Regions from separate parts of the Hordeum vulgare genome. Here region 1 is linked to region 2. The links are chromatin contacts, called in public Hi-C maps. All regions are on one chromosome and are shown on one strand. The core of a region is the stretch at or near the end of the contact, and the rest is flanking DNA. Distances in the headings are between cores, read along the strand shown. Region 1 holds the start of LOC123406158 (probable UDP-N-acetylglucosamine--peptide N-acetylglucosaminyltransferase SPINDLY). Region 2 holds the start of LOC123401884 (probable histone acetyltransferase HAC-like 1).

The links. A called contact is a pair of places that touch in the nucleus more often than the background predicts.
Region 1: a Hi-C map of leaf shows a contact between it and region 2, with 4 times the contacts expected there. The contact joins the promoter of LOC123406158 here to the promoter of LOC123401884 in region 2. A contact is called at or near these places in 2 of 6 Hi-C or Micro-C datasets (leaf and seedling).

The regions. Positions count from the first base shown.
Region 1 is chr6H:50,217,916-50,222,245 of MorexV3_pseudomolecules_assembly, reverse strand. LOC123406158 (probable UDP-N-acetylglucosamine--peptide N-acetylglucosaminyltransferase SPINDLY) reads right to left here and starts at 2,082. Exons shown (of 18, transcript XM_045099635.1): 1 at 1,840-2,082; 2 at 972-1,396; 3 at 137-298; 4 at 1-56. The coding sequence starts at 1,340.
Region 2 is chr6H:49,658,828-49,662,710 of MorexV3_pseudomolecules_assembly, reverse strand. It overlaps LOC123401884 (probable histone acetyltransferase HAC-like 1), which reads right to left and starts at 2,543. Exons shown (of 17, transcript XM_045095742.1): 1 at 2,444-2,543; 2 at 2,001-2,355; 3 at 1,502-1,607; 4 at 1,110-1,392; 5 at 144-644. The coding sequence starts at 2,209.

The DNA.
Region 1 (4,330 bases), core at 833-3,332, 560 kb before region 2:
GCTACGTCAAATTGCATCATCTCTGAATAAACCACCCCAAGGTTGTAATAAGCAGGCTGCATAAATCAGATGTATAAATTAGCAGAATGCTAAATTGACAGACAAAAATAATAATGGCTAGAGTTGATGATTGTACCGCATAGTGGCTATCCACTTCAAGAGCTTCACAATATTTTTGAATCCCATCTTCTGTATTGCCTGCAAGCTTCAAGCTAGTTCCAAGATCGGTCAATACAATAGCAAGAAATTCCGAGGCAGCTTTATAGGAAGGATCCGCACTTCGAGCTTTTTGATACGCCTGTTGCAGATTGCTTTTTCTCCATTAGAACATAAAATTTGTACAACACAATAGCTACAGTAAAACAACAAAAACTTAAAATCGTAATGTACAGTCCCTACTAACAGTTTTGGACAGTATGATGTTTTAACCAAACGAACTAAGATTGGTTAGAATTTCTTATACTCACACTAAATGTAAAGGGTTGGTGTTCTCTAAGGGAGAAATAGTATGCATAGACATTCGGAGCAGAATCCTGCTTTCTTTTGCTGCAGTTGCCATCTGCCCTGATTTAGCAAACACTTGTGTGCTTTCTACCCGCATCAGCTAGACTGTTAAACAGTAATTCCGTCACACAAGAGAATATACACAGGACACAATGGTTAATTTGGACAAACTTAGCGTGAAACGGAAGTTCATAAATAGCCCTTTAAATTAGCTTTTAGATCTAACTTGTATTCTGAAGAAAAGAAAAAACTAAATTTCAGGTAACATACTAACGCACGATCATCCATTCAGGTAAACATGGAGGAATAGATCAGGTTCGAGGCACATACTGGATCAAAGATTTCCGGTGTTTAGCTGTTGACAACAATAACAACAATGCTATGAAAAAACAAAGTCTGCCTTTTCTGCGACACAGCTGACAAGAACCAGCAAGCCAGCAGATAGATGGGAGAATGTTGGTCCATACCTCTGCGGCCTCAACCAAGTGACCCTCGTCTTTGTATATCATCCCACAATGCGTGAGAGCGCACGCATTCTTTGGATCGACCTTGACAGCCTCGGTGAAGCAATCCAAGGCCTGCCTTGGCAGGCTCTGGGCCTGGAGGCAGATCCCCTTTCCGATAAGGGCCTCCACATTGGCCCCATCCTTGTCAAGCACAGTAGTGTACAACTGGAGAGCATCAGCAAACTTGTTGCGTGACCGGAGTATGTTGGCATACCGAAGGGCGTCGGTCCCTTCCGGCAGCTGCTGCTTGGCAGGGGGAGCAGCAGCACCACCACCACCATTGCAGACAGGAACAGCGCCGTTGCTCTCCTTCCCTTGGAGGGACTCCATCCCTGGATGCACGAATGAAAGAGAGAGAGAGAGGGTCTCCTTCTCCCTTCCTTCCTCTGTGAAAGATTGCAGACATGAATTGAGTAGGGTTCAGTACATGCCGTCAAGAATTCCAGTGTACGGAAAACGCATCGAGAAAAGGGAGAAAAAGAATCTGGAGCGGAATGCGCGTAAAGACTATAAAAAGACCCGGCTTTGGACCAACTCTGAATTTGCGCAGTCAGTAAAAGTCGCGGCGGCTTCTTTGCAAGAGACTCGGGGTGGGAAAGGAAGGCAAGAAATCAAATTCCAACCCAGCCCGGCCAGCGGAAGACGCCCCGGGAATCCTCCAATAATAGGTAAAGACGGGGGCAAATCGCAGGAAAATAGGGCGTGCCAAGTAAGTAAGGGAGTCCAGCAGAAGCAGAGCAAGCACGGAAGCGCGCCCGGTCGGTCGCCTTGTCGAGAAGGCGAGAACCCTAGGTCTCGGCGGGGGAGGGGGGAGGAGGCAGGGGCTCACATTGGAGGGCGGCGCCGGGCACCGGGGCGGGGAGGCGTGAGATCATGGCGCGGCGGGAGGGTCCGCCGCGGGTACCGGGAGGCGGAGCGGTGATCGCCGCCGCGGCGAGGGATTGGAGGGGGGCGGCGGCGGCGGCGGCGGCAGCGAGGGTTTCGGCGCGGTGGAGGAGGAGGAAGGAGAGGGGAACGTGGCAGCAGTGGTATTTTGATGCCTCCCCTCTCTCTCTCTCTCTCTCTCTCTCTCTTTTCCTTTTTTTTTTCCTTCGCTTTTACGCTTTCACATCGTGCGTGCGCTCGCTCGCTTTGAGCTTCAGGCCCTTTCGTACCATCCAGTGCTGCAACCGGGCCGGGCCAGGGCGGGTGGGCTTTTCTAGACTGCGGCTTGCTTTTCGTGCGCTTGTTCCATTTGTGTGAAAAGGAAAAGCATGCGGGGCTTTTTACTTCCCTCACGTTAGGATTTTTTCCTCTCGCAGCGTGAGGCGATGTTGAGACTATCAATATCCCCTTCCGGTAACTCTAGCGCTGAGGGTACCTTCTGCCAAAAAATGGGTAATCCTTGTTGTACGGGGGGAGGTTGCTTGTCGACGAGAGCTAGATCGATCTACTTAGGGGTTTTTTGTCAGTATGGCACGACGTGGGGACCCGTCGTCATCATCGACAGGAGGGGGTGGCAACGTTGAGGATCTGATGAAAGAGCTTGGGTTGCAAGAAGATGATCTCGACGACATCATTTTTGAAGAATCTGACGCACCGGCGGAGGAAGAAATCCGCTGGATGATTTTGGTTCAAGTTCATATGGATAAGGGGTTCAGCTCCTAGTGGTTTTTCCGAAACATGAGAACGGCATGGGATCTTGCGAGGACAGTCAAAATCAAGACTCTGGAAGAGAACATGTTCATGATGCAGTTTAACTACCTCGGAGTTTGGGAGAAGGTCACCCATGGGGGGGCGTGGCACTTCAGAGGCAATCGTGTGATCATAGCTCCGTACGATGGGTACACCAAGCCTACTTCGATAGAGCTTTACAAGTTCGAGATATGGGCCCGGATCATTGACCTGCCAATAGCTTACCATGGGAAGGTGAAAGCTCTTGCTTCCAACCTGGCCGAATTTGTGAATTCAGAGCCATCCTCATTTGATTTAGAAGGGAACTTCTTTAGGGTAAGGGTGCGCTTGGATGCGCGCAATCCACTGAAGAGGGCTACCTCTATTATCCAAGGGGGCGCAAGAGAAATTTTTGCGGCTAAATATGAGCAGCTGCCGGACTGGTACCAAGTTTGCGCGATGATGGGCCACGAATTCAAAGAGCATGGAGATGGGGTGCATCCTCCGTCGACTTTGATCTTCAAAAACTTGTGTGCCCCGGCCACTACAGCTTGGAGCACAAGACGCCAGAACTACAACCAGAGACAAGGGAAGCATGACATGAATGTTGATGGTGAGGGACAGGAGGTTAATACTGAGGCTGATGCCCAGGACAAACAGGAATCGGATGATGTGGGGATGGATCCAACTAAGGATAACAGGAAGAGGGCCTTGGACCAGGTGGTCGCAAGACCTGAGACGAATGTCAACTCTGGGAAGGAGCTCGTCTTAGCTGGTAAGGGAGGGGATGTTGTGCCTCCAAACCCTCCCCCGATGCGAGACCCAAAGCGATGCGATCGGGTCAGGCAGCTAAGAGGATCGATAGTGGAGGAATCAAGAAGTCTTTAGAAGGTAACAAACAACAAAATGCACAATCGGCGGCCTCCACGTTGGAGGACCGCCGGGCACAATGAATCTCTTATATTGGAACTGTCGGGGTATTGCAACGCCCCGACAGTCCAAGAGCTGCGCGAGATAACGCAAAAGTTTGCCCCTGGAGTACTCAGCATTGTTGAAACCCAAATCACTGGGAGTAGGAATAAAAAGCTGAAGAGCACTCTAGGTTTCGATAATGCCTTTGTTGTTGATTCCTCCGGTCGGAGTGGAGGATTAGCTTTATTTTGGAACGATGATATACAACTTGAAATTTTGGGTTACTCAAAGTACCATATTGACTGTAAAATCTCTGATCTGGGTAGCGATCCTTGGAGACTCACTTGTTTCTATGGCGATGCCAGCACTCACTCTCGTCATCACACATGGGACACAATGAAAAATTTGTCCATGTGGCAAGACCTGCCATGGCTTTGCATCGGTGACTTTAATGAAGTCCTAAAACATGATGAACATGTGGGGATCGGTTCTAGGAGCCAATCTCACATTCAAGGATTCCACGAAGCAGTTGATGTTTGTGAACTCTTGGACTTAGGCTTCAAGGAGATGAAATGGACTTTTGAAAAAATAGTGGCAAGTGGTTCGCATACCCGGGTGCGGCTAGAGAGAGCTCTAGGCACCCCTGATTGGAACTCTTGTTTTCCATCAACGACAGTTGAGCATCTCACCATGGCAACTTCAGATGACTTGGCCCTTCGAATCCAACTTGACAAACCACCGGCCAGGTTGAATGG
Region 2 (3,883 bases), core at 1,294-3,793:
TAATTAGAAATTGAACACATTGGAAATGAATAATAAACCCATCACTAGCTTTTGTTATGCACCCTTCACGAACATGACTTCAAGGTTATGGCACAAGTCATGATGATAAGGCAATAAAAGATAAGACACATCAGCACACATACTTGATATTCTCTGTGTTGGGTGCTGACTGAACTGTTGCTGCAAAGGTCTGGGCGAACTTCCAAAAGAGGATATGTTCATATATCCTTCTGGTGCTGCATTTCTATTTGTAATTTGCGTGTTCGACCCAAGCAATCCCATTCCACCATTCACATGTCCATCTGATAAACCAAATGCAGAAGAATTCTCCAGCATGCTTGAATGTATTCCAGAATTACTGTGCCCCCCAATATGCTGTATTTGATGGCTACTCTGGTTGCTTTGAAATTGCTTCTGCTGCTGCATATGTGGAGTCATAGCTGACTCACCATTGAAATATCCAGTTCCATTTGAATAGTCAGAACTAGTAGGTACGTTTTGTTGATTACTGAATCCAGGAGTTGGGATCATATGAGTTACTTGTCGCTGAATACCCACTGGACCCATCGTAGATGGGACACCATTTGTGGTCGAATTTAGTGGGGCACTGGTAGTTAGATGCTGGTAGCCGTTAGACATTGTACCTGTAAGGACCAATTAAGAATAAGTAGAGCCATGTAAAGTGGACCAGCAAAAAATGAGAACAAACAGTAGCAGGCAACTACATATGCTTCAGCTTCTAACAAATAACTTCCAGTTATAAACAACAGAGACCTCAAAAGAAATGCCCCAATTAGGTCATGGTCTCATGGGTATATACAAGCTATTCAGTGGATGGTTTTTTTCTTTAAAAAAAACAAAAAAAAAAGACTAGCTTCTTCCTCCGTAAAGATTACTTATCTAAACGCTCGTATATTTCTTTACGGAAGAAGTATTAAGTAAAACAGATGTGGTGTTTTTCTACCACATAGATTGAATTTTGCCGAATATACTGCTGGGTATTGGATACTTAGGCTAGAAACTCTACAGCATGCCTACAAGAGAATTTCAAGTTAAGCTACAACACAGCCGTAATGATATGAGCAGAAGCTAAGTTAATCTATCCATACCGATACCGGGCATCGAGGTACCCATGTTGGCATTTTGAGGAACCATGCCTGCACCAGATGACGAAAGACCCATGTTGTCTGTTCCATAAGACATTCTAGAATTTCCACTTGCACCTTGTGTGATACCAGGTGTTGGAATCATTGTACTATAACCAGAGGAAGATGCCATCTGCCTTGACATTTGTTGGTTTTGTTGATTTTGTTGGTTCTGAGCACTCAAGGTCTTAATAGCAAACTGCAATTGTGGCTCGACTGGTGCCTTCATCATATTGTAGTACTCATTCTGCTCAAACAGCCATAATGATGAAACTGTGAGATTAACTTTTAGTAGAGAAAGTGTTTGATTGCTCCAAACCAGAAGTAAAATAGACAAAGGAAATAAAGAAATATACCCTGCTTGGGAATTTTCTAAACAAGATTTCCTCTAGCCGCCTTGCGAGTTCCGGCAGCCTCCGCCTCCAGTCAGCTGAAGTCTGCTTTCTTCCTATATACTCAAATCTGCCAATTTACGAACAAGTATCAGGCTTAAAAAAAACATGTCAATACTTTCTATCAGATTCGAACAATCAGCCATGGCGGCGAACCTACAATTTTAGTTGGGAAGGTGATTCAACTGCAGCCCAAGTGCCGAAATTTATATGCGAGCTCTTGTCAATTAAGGAAAGTCATAAGCTTTGGTCGCGTGTGCAAGTGTGATCACCTCTATAATTTTGGGAACAAAATAAATATTTGCCGTATAAAAGTTGATAAGGATAGGCCGCATTAACTCAGTACAATTAATTAACACCCGCGCTAGCGCCTACTAAATATAAATAGCTCAGCCACCGAAAGAATTTTTTTTTCTTTCCTTAGAGCAGGCACCGAAAGAAGTTTGCGGTGTGGGGTGCTTACATCTTCTCGCGCATATTGGTGCGCATAGCGGCAAACTGTTGATCGACCCCCGCGCCAACGAGGCCCACGCCATCCTGCATCTGCTGGTGCTGGTGCAGGGGCATGCCGTCAGCACCGACGACACCGCTGCCACCGCCAACAACCTGATTCATCTGCGCCCCCTGCCCGGACATCTGCCCGGACAGGTGCGCCGCCTGCCCCACATTCATTGTCGCTCGCAGCGGCGCCTCAGACAAGAGCCCGCGACGTCATTCCCAGCACGGCGTGGCGCGGAGCAAGCTGAAAGCTGCGGCAGCCCCTCCCGAGGCGGGGCACACGCGGCAGAGACCTTCAAAAGCTGTAATATTCCTTCCTGCTGGAGGGTCAGCGGAAATTTAATCAGACAGCCCAATGTGAATCAGGCGCAAAACCCAGCCCAATTCAGCATACGGGGCGCACTGTACCAGACGGCAGTGGACAGAGCGGCGGCGAGGCGCGAGCGCCAGCGATCAGGACCCGCGCGGGGCGACGCGAGCACCCGCGGGGCCGAGCCGGCGAATTGGGGCGCCCCCGCCCGAAACCCTAGAATCGCGGTGCGGGCTACCGACGCCGCGGGGCGACCCCGCGTCCACGGCAAACGGCGATTGGGCGCGGGCCCGGGGCGCGGGGGGCGGAATCCGTACGGCGGCGAGCGGGGCGGCGGCGAGCGGGGGGATTGCGGATTTGGGGCGGGGGGCGGGGAATTGTCGACGCGGGGAGGGGGGAGGGCTCGAGGAGGAGGAGGGCAGGGGGGCAGGAGGAGTGGGACGTCGACCAATCGCGGATCTGCGAGGACTCGTGGGGAGGGAGGGGTCGCTGCGGGGTGGGCCCGGGCCGCGGCGGCGCAGGGTGGATGGTCTGGTTCTGGTCTGGTGCGGTGTGGCGAAAACGGCAAGGCGCACCGGTATATGCTGGTGCGCGCGTGCGGCGCGAGTGAGCGAGGGAGATCTCAGGAGTCCAGTCAGCAGCTCGAGTGGTTTCTGTTGCCTCACGTGCGCCAGCGCTGATGCTGGAGAGCGAGAGACCACGCACGCCCCTGGTTCTTGCGTTTGGGCTGGAAAGATGGGCGTCTTTTTTGCAGGAGCCCCGGTTTGGGGAGGTGACGCTGGTGTGGGGTGAAGTGGAACTGGAATTTGGTCGTGTGGATGAGTTGTGTCTTTTTAAAAGATCACTAGTACAAATGCCCGTGCGTTGCACCGGGCTAAAAAAAACAGAAAACCTATTTATTTTACCATTAAATGTTAAATGTAAATTATAATGTTAAATGTAAGACGTCTAGTTTTGGACGGAAGGAGTTTCTTTTAAAGTTTTAAAATATAATGTAATGCTTATATAAAAATTGGATTACTTTTTTAATAATTATTATCATTTTTATTGAGTGGTAATAATGTTTTGTTTTTTATGGGTAATAGCATTTTTGTGTACAATATATTTTCAAAAAATAAATTGAACAATATATATTTTAAATTGTTTTTTGCATAACTTGCTAAGCTCTTGTAAGTGAGCTGCTCTGAGCATAGACACCAAGCCTCCGCACGAGACACAAAGTGCGTCATCCGAAGCACTTTGCTCATCTTCTTCTAAAAAAACGTTCTCCTCATCTTCTTCTCAAAGAAAAAAAAAGTTGTCCTTATCTCTTCACTTTGTTTCCGTCACTCCCCTCATTCCAATGGTGGCCACCCCCTCCCTTCCATTCCTTGTGGAGTTGAGCTCTCGATGTACCTCCAATGATGGCCGCCCCTTGCCGTTCATCCCTCCGCTGGCAATATTACATTTAATTCGTAATTATTTTTGCAATGTTTTTGGTATTTCTTACCAGAAAGCACTGTTCTAATGTTTTCTAAAATAAAAATTCAAGATTTTTT